Regions from separate parts of the Mus musculus genome. Here all the other regions are linked to region 1. Evidence: chromatin contacts called from public ChIA-PET and Micro-C data. All regions are on one chromosome and are shown on one strand. The core of a region is the stretch at or near the end of the contact, and the rest is flanking DNA. Distances in the headings are between cores, read along the strand shown. Region 1 holds the start of Dusp2 (dual specificity phosphatase 2). Region 2 holds the start of Trpm7 (transient receptor potential cation channel, subfamily M, member 7). Region 3 holds the start of Sppl2a (signal peptide peptidase like 2A). Region 4 holds the start of Mtln (mitoregulin).

Evidence for each region. Hi-C and Micro-C count contacts between places; a contact is called where the count stands out from the background. ChIA-PET counts read pairs in DNA pulled down with a chosen protein or histone mark.
Region 2: a contact with region 1 is called in an RNA polymerase II ChIA-PET map of memory CD8 T cells, with 54 read pairs. The contact joins the promoter of Trpm7 here to the promoter of Dusp2 in region 1. A contact is called at or near these places in 3 of 115 datasets of contacts at active chromatin or transcription factors (effector CD8 T cells, memory CD8 T cells and microglia).
Region 3: a contact with region 1 is called in an RNA polymerase II ChIA-PET map of effector CD8 T cells, with 6 read pairs. The contact joins the promoter of Sppl2a here to the promoter of Dusp2 in region 1. A contact is called at or near these places in 2 of 39 promoter capture datasets (hippocampal neurons and pre-B cells), 1 of 484 Hi-C or Micro-C datasets (CD4 T cells), 2 of 115 datasets of contacts at active chromatin or transcription factors (effector CD8 T cells and memory CD8 T cells) and 1 of 9 other capture datasets (liver).
Region 4: a Micro-C map of embryonic stem cells shows a contact between it and region 1, with 2.4 times the contacts expected there. The contact joins the promoter of Mtln here to the promoter of Dusp2 in region 1. A contact is called at or near these places in 1 of 39 promoter capture datasets (stem cell-derived epiblast-like cells), 1 of 484 Hi-C or Micro-C datasets (embryonic stem cells), 1 of 115 datasets of contacts at active chromatin or transcription factors (memory CD8 T cells) and 1 of 9 other capture datasets (adipose tissue).

What each region holds. Positions count from the first base shown.
Region 1 is chr2:127,334,567-127,337,750 of GRCm38.p6, forward strand. It overlaps Dusp2 (dual specificity phosphatase 2), which reads left to right and starts at 1,593. Exons shown (of 4, transcript NM_010090.2): 1 at 1,593-2,071; 2 at 2,211-2,332; 3 at 2,683-2,902; 4 at 3,015-3,184. The coding sequence starts at 1,672. It overlaps Gm46762 (a long non-coding RNA gene), which reads right to left and starts at 985. Exons shown (of 3, transcript XR_003953899.1): 1 at 1-985.
Region 2 is chr2:126,874,457-126,877,837 of GRCm38.p6, forward strand. It overlaps Trpm7 (transient receptor potential cation channel, subfamily M, member 7), which reads right to left and starts at 1,805. Exons shown (of 39, transcript NM_021450.2): 1 at 1,518-1,805. The coding sequence starts at 1,520.
Region 3 is chr2:126,931,774-126,935,178 of GRCm38.p6, forward strand. Sppl2a (signal peptide peptidase like 2A) reads right to left here and starts at 1,462. Exons shown (of 15, transcript NM_023220.2): 1 at 1,174-1,462. The coding sequence starts at 1,239.
Region 4 is chr2:127,790,430-127,793,838 of GRCm38.p6, forward strand. It overlaps Mtln (mitoregulin), which reads right to left and starts at 2,059. Exons shown (of 2, transcript NM_001384135.1): 1 at 1,705-2,059; 2 at 953-1,403. The coding sequence starts at 2,038. The coding sequence ends at 1,868.

The sequences.
Region 1 (3,184 bases), core at 343-2,842:
CCAGGCATGGCAGGTGACTCTGTTCAGCAAGACTAGACATGATGGTCCCCCTCCATGCTCTGTAATTTGTCCCTGGAATCAGCCATTAAGTCATCTGTGAGGCTGATGCCAAGGATAAGAGCCCCCTATCAGCTTCAGGGATCTATGGTCCAGACTCCCTGGCTGGGCTGCCAGTTGTGCTGTATCAGCCTCCAGACAGGCTTGGTGGGAAGGGACCCAGGCTGTGGCCCTGGAACCAACTTGCATGACCGTGCCACTGAGACACAAGTCCATGACTCCTGGTCCAGGAGTCCTCGTAGCTCTCCCTGGCATTCTGTATCCCCCACAAGCCCCAAGTTCCCCAAATCAAGAGGAAAGGCATAATATTTTGCTCGAGCACCTATATACCTACCATACCTTATGTTAGGGGTCCCCACAGGTTCTAGCCACAGGCCTCCAAGAAACAAAGGATCTGCAGGGATGCTGGAAGGGTCTTAGTAAAGGCAGAGGATTGGCTCAGGGCAATAAAGATTTGGGAGGCTGGGTTCTGAACACTGTCCCCACCCGCCTGCTTCAGTTCAGCCACCTACCAACTTTCTCGCCCCCAACGCAGGAGTGTCCCGGGGGGCCCACGTGCAGCTGGGCCTCACCACATCCGGGAGGGGGGGGCGGGCAGGCACTTGAGTGGGGGAGCACAGAATGGCTGTGAGTTACCCAGTTTTTCATTCTTACAGTTTGGTGTGGGACCAGGGCCTGTCCCAGAGGGGTTTGTAGCTCCTAAGGGGTCGGAAGGGAACAGGTTCTGTGAATAGTCCTTCTTCCCCTGAAATTCCCGCCAGGCCTGGCTATGCCCTGGGAGAGCCCAGCATCGTCAACAGAGTTCCTCTTTAGCCCTGGCCTGTGGCATGGGAACTACTTCTTTTTAGGCTCTTGGGGGTTTCCCTGGGCCCCTGGGGAAAGAAACTGTCCCAGTCATAAGAGGAAACTCGTCACAGGCCCCTGCGCCCCTTCCCCATTAAAGCCCCTCCCACCCCACCCCACCCCCGCCCCTGCCCCAGGGCTTTGGCTTTCCAGGACTCCTCCACCTGGGCCTGGGCCTGACATGGGAGAATAGGACAATTTCCTGACGGTTGGTGTCTTTCCTAATAGTGTATCATTATGGGTAGCAACAGGTAATTTGTCCATTTTTGCTATCGAAATTCCTAGAATGAAAACCCTGGGAGAAAATGGGAAAAGTGAGGAAGCTGAAGACCTGAGTAACTCAAAGGCTCGGTGCAGCTGAGAGCTGAGTTCCTAAGCACTTAGTGGCTTGAAGCCTGGCAAAGAGTGGGGAGCACTGGGGCATATACACTGGAGAGACGTGGGTGGGGCCTCTAGACTCCAGGCCGACACTTGTCACGGTCTGGTTCCCAGTTTCTTCCCCCGCGTGTCCCTCCCCCTGATGCCCCGCCCCACCCACCCCCTGTCCGCTCAGGGAGCCCCGGGGGCGGCCCAGCCAGAGTCCCACGTGAAGCCGCGGGGGCGGGCACCGGCGCCTTCCTGCTCTACCCTTGTATGGTGACCCGAGGGGCCAGCCCTCGAGTATTTAAGCCCGGGCTCGACGAAGAGCCCCCAGAACCGTCAGCTCCCGCCACACAGACACCGCGCCGCCGGAGCCGAGGGAGAGGACATCCGGAAGCAGGAGGCTTTGCGATGCCGATCGCCATGGGGCTGGAGACGGCGTGCGAGCTAGAGTGCGCGGCGCTGGGCGCGCTGCTGCGGGAGCCGCGGGAGGCCGAGCGCACGCTGCTGCTCGACTGCCGCCCGTTCCTGGCCTTCTGCCGGAGCCACGTGCGCGCCGCGCGACCGGTGCCCTGGAACGCGCTGCTGCGGCGGCGTGCGCGCGGCACCCCCGCCGCTGCCCTCGCCTGTCTGTTGCCCGACCGCGCACTCCGGGCGCGCCTGGGCCGCGGGGAGCTGGCCCGTGCCGTGGTGCTGGATGAAAGCAGCGCGTCTGTGGCCGAGCTCCCGCCGGACGGCCCCGCTCACCTGCTGCTAGCCGCACTGCAGCACGAGATGCGCGGGGGACCCACGACCGTGTGCTTCTTGCGAGGTGAGCCCGCGCCCCGCGCCCTGCGCCCTTCGCCCCTTCTCCCATGTTCCGCGCCCCGCGCTCTTAGCCCCTTGTCCCACGTTCCGTGCCCCGTTCCCGACCTCTTGGCTAATCATACCCTTTCTTGTCTTTCCCACAGGCGGTTTCAAAAGCTTCCAGACGTACTGTCCGGATCTGTGCTCTGAAGCTCCTGCCCAGGCCCTGCCTCCTGCTGGGGCCGAAAATAGCAACTCTGACCCGAGGGTTCCGATCTATGACCAGGTGAGTTGATATTCGAATTTGTTGTCTTCATTGTGCATTCTAGAGGGATGCCTCTGGAGAACGCCAGTGGGGAAAGACAGGGGTGTGTTCCAATATACATTCCCAGATGTGGAGAGTGTTTGTGTGACCTGCAAATGGTGTGAACGTGTATATATCCTCATACAGACTTTAAGGCATATGTGGCACAAAGTGTCTGAACATATGTCCCCTTGTGGCCTCAAGACTTTTAATTCTGTCCTTGGTCAGAAGGCCTAGAGCTTCTCTTGTTTCTAGCCAATCCAAGATGTCTGGATCAAGCCCTCCAGCACAAGGCTGAGTGAGGTCTCACCACCGTCCCCTTCCTCCTCCAGGGTGGTCCTGTGGAAATCTTGCCCTACCTGTACTTGGGCAGCTGCAACCACTCCTCAGATCTTCAGGGCCTGCAGGCCTGCGGCATCACAGCAGTTCTCAATGTCTCTGCCAGCTGCCCCAACCACTTTGAGGGTCTTTTCCATTACAAGAGCATTCCAGTAGAAGATAACCAGATGGTGGAGATAAGTGCCTGGTTCCAGGAGGCTATCAGCTTCATAGGTAGGGGAGCCTCAGCCCAGGGTTCTGTGGGAACTGTAGGGGAGAAGGTACAGGCACCTGATTCCTCTGTCCACCTTCCTGTCTGACTCTCGGCTCCACATTTCTTTTTCAGACTCGGTGAAGAATAGTGGGGGCCGGGTGCTGGTGCACTGCCAAGCTGGCATCTCTCGCTCAGCCACCATCTGCCTGGCATACCTGATTCAGAGCCACCGGGTACGGCTGGACGAGGCCTTTGACTTTGTTAAGCAACGTCGGGGAGTCATCTCCCCCAACTTCAGTTTC
Region 2 (3,381 bases), core at 555-3,054, 460 kb before region 1:
AAAGTTAGACTGTTCTCCTTACAGAATCAACAAGTTTATGCATGTCCAAACAATACTATGTGCCATATACGGTGAATTACTTACAAAACTAAAGCTATTGTTTTTTTTTGGGGGGGGGGGATCTTTCATCTGTTAATGAAAACGTTTTAAAAAATATGTAACCAGTATGTTCAAATGTATGCTGTTTACCATCTAAAATGAAAAACTAGATATATCACTGAATACTCTGTGCTTAACGGCTTTCAAGGCACTTGGATTCAACTCACCCTCCAGTAGAGTCCCTTAAATCAAAGCCACAAGTATTTAAATGAAATGATTTAGCGGAGACAGAGGCACTTTAACTTTCCTTTCAGAAACTAGGAAAAGCCAGGCGACAGACACCTGTGATTCCAGAGCTCAGGAGATGGACGCAAGAGGATAAGGAACTCAATGATAGACTCAGGATTTGAGGCCAGCCTAGGCTGTGTGTAATCCAGTCTCAAATAAAAGGAGTCTTCAGCGGCTGGAGAGATGGCTCGGCGGTTAAGAGCACTGACTGTTTTTTTCTGAAAGTCCCGAGTTCAAATCCCAGCAACCACATGGTGGCTCACAACCATCCCTAACAAGATCTGACTCCCTCTTCTGGAGTGTCTTAAAACAGCTAGCTGCAGTGTACTTACATATAATAAATAAATAAATCTTTAAAAAAAAAAGTAGTCTTCAATAACTTTACAAACGAAAGTGAGAAATGCAGTATTTATTCACATGTACTTTATAAGTAAGACACTTCTAAACCTAGCCCTAGCCCGACATGGTGGCGCACGTCTTTAATCTTGGGAGGTAGAGGTAAGCGGATCTCTGAGTTTAAGGCCAACCTGGTCTGTCTACACAGTGAGTTCCAAGCCAGCCAGGGTCACAAGCGAGACCTTGTCTCAAAAATAAAGAAAAGGCAGAAAACTAAACCTGTCTGACTTCGGCAAAGAAACACCAGTTTGCATAAAGCCTATCAAGTTAAACTACTGAGCAGGAATGCCTTTCCTGCTCAGATCCTAGATCTAAATGGCTTTCTTTGTAAGAACTCTCCAAATCCGGTTCCTGGCCTTAACAACAAAAGCTCTAGCCAACGCTGCAACACACCGACTCCCTCCAGTCTGCACATTGGCTTCAAACTGTCTGGGACAACAGATGAGGTAGTTCGACGCAGACCTGGCAACGCACGGTCTCAGCCTCCCAGGAATTGTCCCTTCCCTGTCGCCTGCTAAACAAAACCCCGAACCACATCGCAGTCTACACCGTCAAAATCGCTCCCGTTCTATTAAACAAAATAATAGTAGAAAATGTACCTGTAGAGCGTCTGCGGCACAGCCACCAAGTCACAGCTCGGAACCCGCGCCCTTCTCCTTGCCACACCACCCCAGCCCTCCCTCCCTTTCCGTGACGGCTCCGCTGCGAGCGGTGGCGCCCGGAGGGTCACGGAGCTCCCCGGAGCGCCGCCCAGGCTCCCGCGAGGCCCGCCCGCGCCAGGCCCGGCTCCGTACCATTCTCCTCACGGGGCGGACTCCGGAAGGGCAGCGGCTCCTCCTCCACCTCCGCGGCCTGCAGCCATCTATCGGAAAGCGTCTCCGGAGGCGGTGGCACGGGCCACCGAACAAGGACAGCCCCGGGAAACCTTCTCAGAACTAACTCAGCTCCAGCGCTAGCAGCAGAAGTCGAGTCTTTCATAATTGTGCGACCAGCTCCGCCGGGTGACTGGCCACAGGGACGCGCCCGCGCCCGCCTCCGCCGGAGACGGGGCCGCGGCAGCCACGTGACGGGGCCGTCGAGTGCGTCGCGCGGAGGGCGTGTCACGTGAAGGGCGCGCTTACTGCGGCCTGCCCCTAAGCTCCGCCGGCCGGGAAACGCCGAGCTGCTGCTTTCCCTGGTGTTGCTGGCTTCGGCTTCCCCTGCCTCTGTCCACGAGAACTTGTTCCGCTTTAATGACCAGATTCCCCGGCTTCGCCAAAACTTAGCTCCCGGCCGCGCACGCTTGTCTGTTTCTTTTGCTATCGCATCTGTCTACGTTGGTTATTAGCGATCTCTTCCCGCACGTTATCCTTTCCCATCAAGGGTGCAATCCGTTTTTTTTTTTTTATCAACACTGCTATTATTAGTGACTTATTTTAGGTGTATGTGTGTTTTGCCTCATGTATGTCTGTGTACCATATGTGTGCAGTGTCCTCAGAAGACCGTGCTAGATCCTCCAGAACTGGAATTTCAGACATTTAGTGTTATTTGAGTTCCTTTGTAGCCCAGGCGCCTGGCCTAAAATGACCTTGAACTATGGATTCTGCCTTTAACCCCACACTGCTGGGATTGCCGGCTTTTGCCATCCTGAAAGTTTTTTGTTTTTTGTTTTTTTTTAGATCAGGAGTAGTGGCACATGCCTGTAATCCCAGCACTCCGAAGGCTAAGGCAAGAGGACTGCAGTAAATTCCAGGCTATCGAGGATTAGAATGACACCATCTTAAAAACACAAAACCAAACCTGCTTTTGGCACATCATCTTTCTGTATGTATATTATGGGTATGGAGAGTCTTGGAACCAATTCCCTACAGAGACCTAGAGACATTTTTTCTTACAATTTTAAAGGCTCCTCTGCCTGAAGGGCTGTTCTGCCTCTATCTTTCCTCTTTTAACTCTGGCTAATCTCAAATTTACTGTAATCCTCCTGCCTTAGATATACATCTTTAAGTATACATTAAATCAATAGATGCAAAACCTAACAAAATACAAATGTGTATTTCTTTAGATTAATAAAATGTTCAGTATAATTTTATTTCCAATTATTTTCCTTCTTTGGTTGGTTGAGTCAACCTAGAACCTAGGTATAGGGCGAGCCAACTGCACTAGCCTGCTCTGTGTCTATAGATGGACTGTGGATGGACTAGCTGAAGTTTCCTACAATGTGCACGTACCTTGGTTTGGTTTAGCTTCTTCCATGCTGCATAGTTATTATCTCCCAAGCAATATGACCCACAGTTCACTGAGCCAAGCCTCTTCAACAAACTAATCCAGCCACTCACTCTTTCTCTTACAAGTTTTGTGGTGCTTATAAATCATCTTCAGGCATTCCCCACCTTGTAGGCCTAGGAGGAGCAGTGTTTTTAAGTGCTTCAAGTGCTGGCCATGGTGGTACATGTCTTTAATCCTAGCACTTGGGAGGTTGAGGCATGCTGATCTCTGTGAGTTCAAGGCCAATCTGGTCAACATAGCAAGTTCCAGGCCAGCCAAAACCACATAGACTATGTCTCAAAAAATAAAAATAAAAAAATGTCTTAATATACATGTTGTAACAGTATCTGATGAATATTCCAGGGATCTTGATTAACATGTGATCATTCAATAACTATTTATCTTTGAAAT
Region 3 (3,405 bases), core at 212-2,711, 400 kb before region 1:
GGTTATTCAGTTCCTGCTTTAAAGATACAAAGTAAAGCTACTGTGCTGTCATTCTCTCCTCAAAATACTTTTTGAATGGGTTCTCTCCGAATGCTGTCCAGCAAAGTTCCTAGAACGCCAAAGGCTACCTTAAAAAAAAAAAAAAAAAAAAAACTGTTTGGGGCTTAAACCTTCTCCATGACCTTTTCAAGCCCAGAGTGACAAAGCAGTCTTTCAGAGAAGTGATGGTTTTTAAGTAATAACTACATACACAGTTTACACAACAGTGTGCAAACAATACCGATACAAATTTCCCAACATCAAATGTCAGAAAAGAAAGTGAACAGAAACAAAATCTAAAACACTGAGAGTTAGCTTCTTGGTCACACATTGGAGCTCAAATTACTTTGATCCCGAATTTTAAAACATTATTTCAGCAAATATGGGTATGTGAGCGCATATTTGTTATTTTTTTCTCAACCAGACTTTGACCCTTTTAGACGTCAAACTATTCAAACCTCTCATTTCCCCTTTAAAGGTATTTTAAAGTATACCTATATGAAAACAAAAGCATAATACAAATCCCATAGTATAATCACATGTACCTTACATAGAAGGCACTATCTGGGAGTGAAAGGAAAGTATATAGATATTCATATGGCTATAGAGAGAAATGTATGTGAGCGCAGTCAACAAAAGAGCAGGCCAGAACGCTAACACCTGGAACCCTGTTCACACCGGCCCCTCCATCCGCCTTTTTCTAGGCAAAAGGCAGCAGTAAGATTGGGCTACACAGAGAAGCACAGAAGTGAATTCTTTGAATTAAGAAGAAAAGATGCCAGCACAGTGAAAAATTATAGAGAGGGCTCCAGGACCAAGGAGGAGGAAGCTCCCCACCCACTCCTACCCCCGCCCGCGGGTTTCTCCCAGGGGTTGGGCATTTCGCTGGATTTCGGGGGCTGGGGGCGGGTGAGGAATGCTGGGACTCAAGGACGAAGGCAGTTAACCGGGCCCGGGCAGTGGGAGAATGGGAAGCCAGGGTAGAAGGAGAGGAAGGGGGAGGTAGGGAAGGAGGAGGGATGAGGGAAATCCGGAGGAGGTTAGAGGGAAAGGAAGGGATGGAGGGGGAGGGGGAGGAAGCGGGAGGAAGGGGAGGGAAAAGCGGAGGGGAGGGGAGGGGAGTGCGGCTCTCACCAGTCCGAGCAGGCAGCTCCAGAGCAGGGCAGCCGCGGGAGCGTGCAGCGAGTGCAGCAGCCCCATCCCACGGGCGGGCAGCTAGGCTCAGGCTGCGCTGGCGGCACCCGGACCTCTAGGGTGCAGCCCCGACTTCCTCTTCCGGTCCCTCCCGCGAAACGCTAGGCCGGGACTCTGTGGGTACTGTCAGCTCCTGGCAGAGCCGTTTTAGCTGCGTAAATCCTGGGTTCTCGTTCGGTTCCCCCTAACTGCGGCCGCCGCCCATTCCAAGCCACTGGAGCTTCGGGTTTCAGTTTCCTTTCTGGCCTCTGCCACGTAGCCTCGGGGCGATCTTCGTAAATACGGAACCCAGACGAGGCTCCTCTCCACACTTGGCAGCACAAATCAAAACTCTTCCTCTGCTGCTAAGTTTACGTCACCTCACCCTGTTTTCTCTGTCCTTGGTTTCTCTACTTTCCCACCCGTTAAGATCCACAGACCCTCCAGGCGGGCAGTCTCTGGGGAATACACTCTTGGTGTTCCCTTATCACTTACTTAACACTTCCTCCCTAAAGAGGGTTTCCTAGTACACTTCATCTTAAGTACCCCTTAATTCACTTTCATGCTATGATTTATTTGTAACCTTCATAGCTTTTTTTTTCTTTTTGTTATTTATTTATTTATTTATTTATTGCTGTTGTTGTTCTTGCTTTCTTTGGAAACATCCTCGACTAGTACTGAACTCACTTTGAAGATGATGGCCTAGAACTCAGAGATCTTCCTGTATCATAGGCATAAGTCACCATGCCTGAGGTTTTGGGGGTCCCTCCCCCCATTTTCTTATACTCATCTATGTATCTCCCATGCTGCTATCCAGTTAATGGAAGGATCCCTCTTTGCTCTGTTGACTGCTGTGTCCTTACACACAGAATATCCAGTGTATACTAGGTTGTCAAATATTTGTTGGATGACTATTTAATACCAAACACTGAATAGGACAGTGTTCCTGTTATCCTAAAGGAGGGACACAGCAAGGACTACAGATGTGTGAGCAAACACTGTTACAAAGCAACCTTTCACAAGGAACTCCACAAGGATCCAAGGGAGGTAAAAATAGGGCACCAGGAAGAGAAAAAAAAAAAAAAAAAAAAAAAAAAAACACCAGCCCTAGCTGAGTATAACTGACTATTACCTTCTGTGCAAGTTAATTTCAGCTAGGCAAAGAGGAAGGAAGCATTAGTCTGAAAGCCAAGGGAGGCAACTACAGAACTACAGAACTACAGAACTGGACCTTGGCTGAAGTTAGGAGAGGGGGAGAGTGAGAAGAGGCAGAGGGTGAAATAGTTGCACAGCTTGGAACTTGAGACTTCCTCATTGGCATCTTCCTGGGGGAATTCCTGAAGGAAGCTCTCCCACAGTTCTGCGTGGGTTTTTTCTGTAGTTGTCTGTCCCCTGGCTTCCCCCTCTGGTCCAGTTTCAATCTATTTGTAACCCTACCAGCTGTAAGAACCCCCTAGACAGAAACTGCCTGTCAAGCATTGTTGCATTTACTCTCAGCCACTTTTAGAATCCTTCTAGGACACTGATGTTTAAGCTAATCTCCCCTTTCCACTGGGATCCTAGATACTTGCTCATCTGATGAGAGCAATATATCTGGATTTTAAAAACATTTCCAGATTTAATATACAGCCAAGCTTAAAAACCTTTCATTATTTAGTGTTTCAGAGTGCTGGCCTGGACCACGGCTCCTGACTGCAGTTTCAGCATCACCATCCAAACCTATTGAATCCGAGAATCAGAGAATGAGCATTCCAGAGACCTCATACTGCTACCTCAGTTTAGCTCAAATAAATCTTACTCCTGACCTTCTAAGTTGTCTCAGGGGAACATTTATACTCTTAAGAGCTTCTTGTTGGATGAGAATTCCTAAAATAGGACACGAAAAAAGGAAAAACTATACAACAATAAAATCAAATTCACTTCACCAAAATAAAAACCTCTGTTCTTTGGAAGATATGTTTTTTAAATATTTATTTGTGTGTGTACTTTCATAGACACCTACATGAGCTTATGTCTACTATGTGTGTGCAGGTGTCTACAGAGATCAAAAGAGGACACCAGATCCCAGAACTGGAGTTCTAGGTAATTATTGATTATAAGCAGCCATGTGGATGCTGGGTATTGACCCCAGGTCCATCTCCTGAAGAGCAGCCAGTGCTCTTAACCACTGAGCCATCTCTCCATCCCCTGGAA
Region 4 (3,409 bases), core at 809-3,308, 460 kb after region 1:
CTTGTAATTGCCTTATAACTCCAGTTCTAGGGGATGTGACACTTTTCTCTGGCCTCTGCAAGTACCAAGTAGGCATCTATGTGGTACACAGACATGCATGCAGACAAAACACAAAACATTCAAACTCATAAAAAAAAATCATAAAACAAACGAAAACCTAAAACAGCACAAATACCTGGTCTTCCAGGAACAGCCCAGAGGCGGAGCTAGTCCAGCCACAAGTCAATTTAACCCCAAGTTTTCAGTTTAGGACAAAATGTACTTCAAAAAACCTATCCCAACTAAGCCTCAATAAATGATGTTGACAACAGAGCTGACCCTGCTCTGGGGCTGGAGATGGATCACCTGGGAAAATGCCTACTGCACATGCATGAAGATCTGGCTTAAACACCCAGCACCCATGTAAAAACCTGGGGTGGAATGGGGCAATCTGTAACAGTAGTTACAGGACCAAGACTTTGGATTCTCAGAACCCACAGTGGAAGTAGCAGTCTCCAGGACAAACTTCCAGTCTACACCTACATACACATCACACATGCACTCACACACACGTGGACATATATTCAGTACACACACTACACATACAAGAGAAGAAGAAAAGGTGAAGAACAGTCCAGGAAGGCACTGATGCTGACCTCTGGTCCCCACACAACTGCCCACCGCCACCACCCACAGGCAGATAAGAACCCTATTCTACCTCAAAGATCTTCACCTAGTTCTCAGTGAGGAATGCTGACTAGAAAGCTTCAGCCAACTAAAGCCCAGACAGGATGGCTCTCTGAAAACTGGCGTTTCAGCCCTTGCTGGATTCATAGAATAAGATCTAAGTCACATATAAGGCTCAATAATCCTAGGAAAATGGGCCATGGTGTTTCCCTGGAGAACAAACTGATTTTCTTAAAAATGTAGACAATGCGTCAGAAATACATCTTATAAATAACCAAGGCTTTGGTCACTTGATAGGACTGGCATTTATCTTTAAGCTTACTCAACAGTTTCTCTTTCACATATATATTCCGTTATATCACATGCATTATTTTTTTTAATTTTAGTTTTTTTACTCTCTACATTCTTCAAAGTGCAAATATCTTGCATTTGTAATGCTTAATTCAGGCATTTGACACAGCTCCTAGGTTTTCTGAATATGTCTAGAAAAATGACTCATAATGGTCCGTTGATCAGATCTGCCTCCAGGCTGTACCAAGGTGAGATTCCATCAGAAAGTCTCTGCTTTCAGGCTCCAAATCTCTTACTGCAGCAAACTGAATGGTAGGCAAAAATACTGCTTTCTTTTGTGAGGAGGAAAAAGATTCAAAGATGTTTAATTTTTTATTTTAAAAATAGATTCATAAAGTGCAAGAAATTATTTCTCTCCAGTGCTTTTTATTTTCATCTTCGACAAGCTGTTGAAAAACAGTAAGAAAAAAAAATCAGTAACACAGTAGTATCTTTAACTTCAAATTTCTGTACTGTGATCGCAAACCATGAACTAAGAGAAGAAAACTATAGGACTGAAGAATAACTATGATGAAACGCAAAGCTCCTGCCATCCACGTTAAAAAGCCACTGTGGACCCTATGAATGTGGAGGCTGGGCGTGAAATGACTCCCTCCCCCATTTCGAAGTTAAATGTTAAGGTGTAACTGCATCGCACGTGGTAAAACATTCCCATTAAATACCCTCAGCAAACTGAGCTGTTAATACCTGAAAGTAAGTTGTTAGAGAAGACAAAACTATTTTCTTTCTGAAGCAAGCCATGTTCTTGCAAGCCGTGCAAGGACGACTCCTGGGTCGCGCGGCTCCCACGATCCGGGCTGCGTTGGGCTTAGGGAGTGAGAACCCGGCGGACTCGGGCTGCAGCGCGTGCTCAGGCCAGGTCCAGCTTTTTCTGAGTCGTTGCCAGCTTGTCCTGCAGCCTCCGCTTCCTCCAGTCTAGGTAACGCCTCCGCAGCCGATTCGCTTGCCAGCCCAGGACCACTCCAGAGGCGAAAGCCACTAGCACGGACACCTGCAGCGTCCTCTCAGACACGTCCGCCATTGCAACCACTCAGCACAAAGTAGAGTGAGCTACGGATTGGCGCAAGGATCAGATGCCACAGCGCTCGCTTGAGGCCCGCTCTGAGTCTGCGCGAGGAAAGGACAGGAAAGGAAGCAGAGTTCCCTGACTCTTAGATCAGGAGTCTTAACTGTGATGTGAGATGGTCTTGGTTTCTGATGGGCTCCGCGTTTCTTCTACATTTCTTGTTTGACATTAGTCAGATATTCACTTGCATCATACCCGAAGTGTTATCTACTATTGTTCGTTTTTGTTTTGTTTTGTTTCTTTCTTTTTGGTTTTTCGAGACAGGGTTTCTCTGTATAGCCCTGGCTGTCCTGGAACTCACTTTGTAGACCAGGCTGGCCTCGAACTCAGAAATCCGCCTGCCTCTGCCTCCCAAGTGCTGGAACGCCTGCGCCACCACGCCCGGCTTTGTTCGTTTTTCTTATCTAAGCTTTCTGGTAACTCGATTTTAAAATAAACAAATAGAGAAAAAAACTTAATAACACTTAAAAAGAACAAATTTAGATGAAATGGTCTTTAATACGTTTTCTCTTACCCCAGTATACAGGGTATTTTAATATATAATCTTCCAAGTTACTAGTGTCAATGCAATAGCCACAGCTCTCATCAATGGAATAAAAAGTGGACATTGTCAGACCAATGACCTTTAAGTACTTAAAAAAGAGAAGCAGCAGCGGTCGCCATCTTGGTCTGAGACCCGCCGAACTTAGGAAATTAGTCTGAACAGGTGAGAGGGTGCGCCAGAGAACCTGACAGCTTCTAGAACAGGCGGAAGCACAGAGGCGCTGAGGCAGCACCCTGTGTGGGCCGGGGACAGCCGGCCACCTTCCGGACCGGAGGACAGGTGCCCACCCGGCTGGGGAGGCGACCTAAGCCACAGCAGCAGCGGTCGCCATCTTGGTCCGGGACCCGCCGAACTTAGGAAATTAGTCTGAACAGGTGAGAGGGTGCGCCAGAGAACCTGACAGCTTCTAGAACAGGCGGAAGCACAGAGGCGCTGAGGCAGCACCCTTTGTGGGCCGGGGACAGCCGGCCACCGTCCGGACCGGAGGACAGGTGCCCGCCCGGCTGGGGAGGCGGCCTAAGCCACAGCAGCAGCGGTCGCCATCTTGGTCCGGGACCCGCCGAACTTAGGAAATTAGTCTGAACAGGTGAGAGGGTGCGCCAGAGAACCTGACAGCCTCTGGAACAGGCAGAAGCACAGAGGGGCTGAGGCAGCACCCTGTGTGGGCCGGGGACAGCCAGCCACCTTCCGGACCGGAGGACAGGTGCCCGCCCGGCTGGGGAGGCGACCTAAGCCACAGCAGCAGCGGTCGCCATCTTGGTCCGGGACCCGCCGAACTTAGG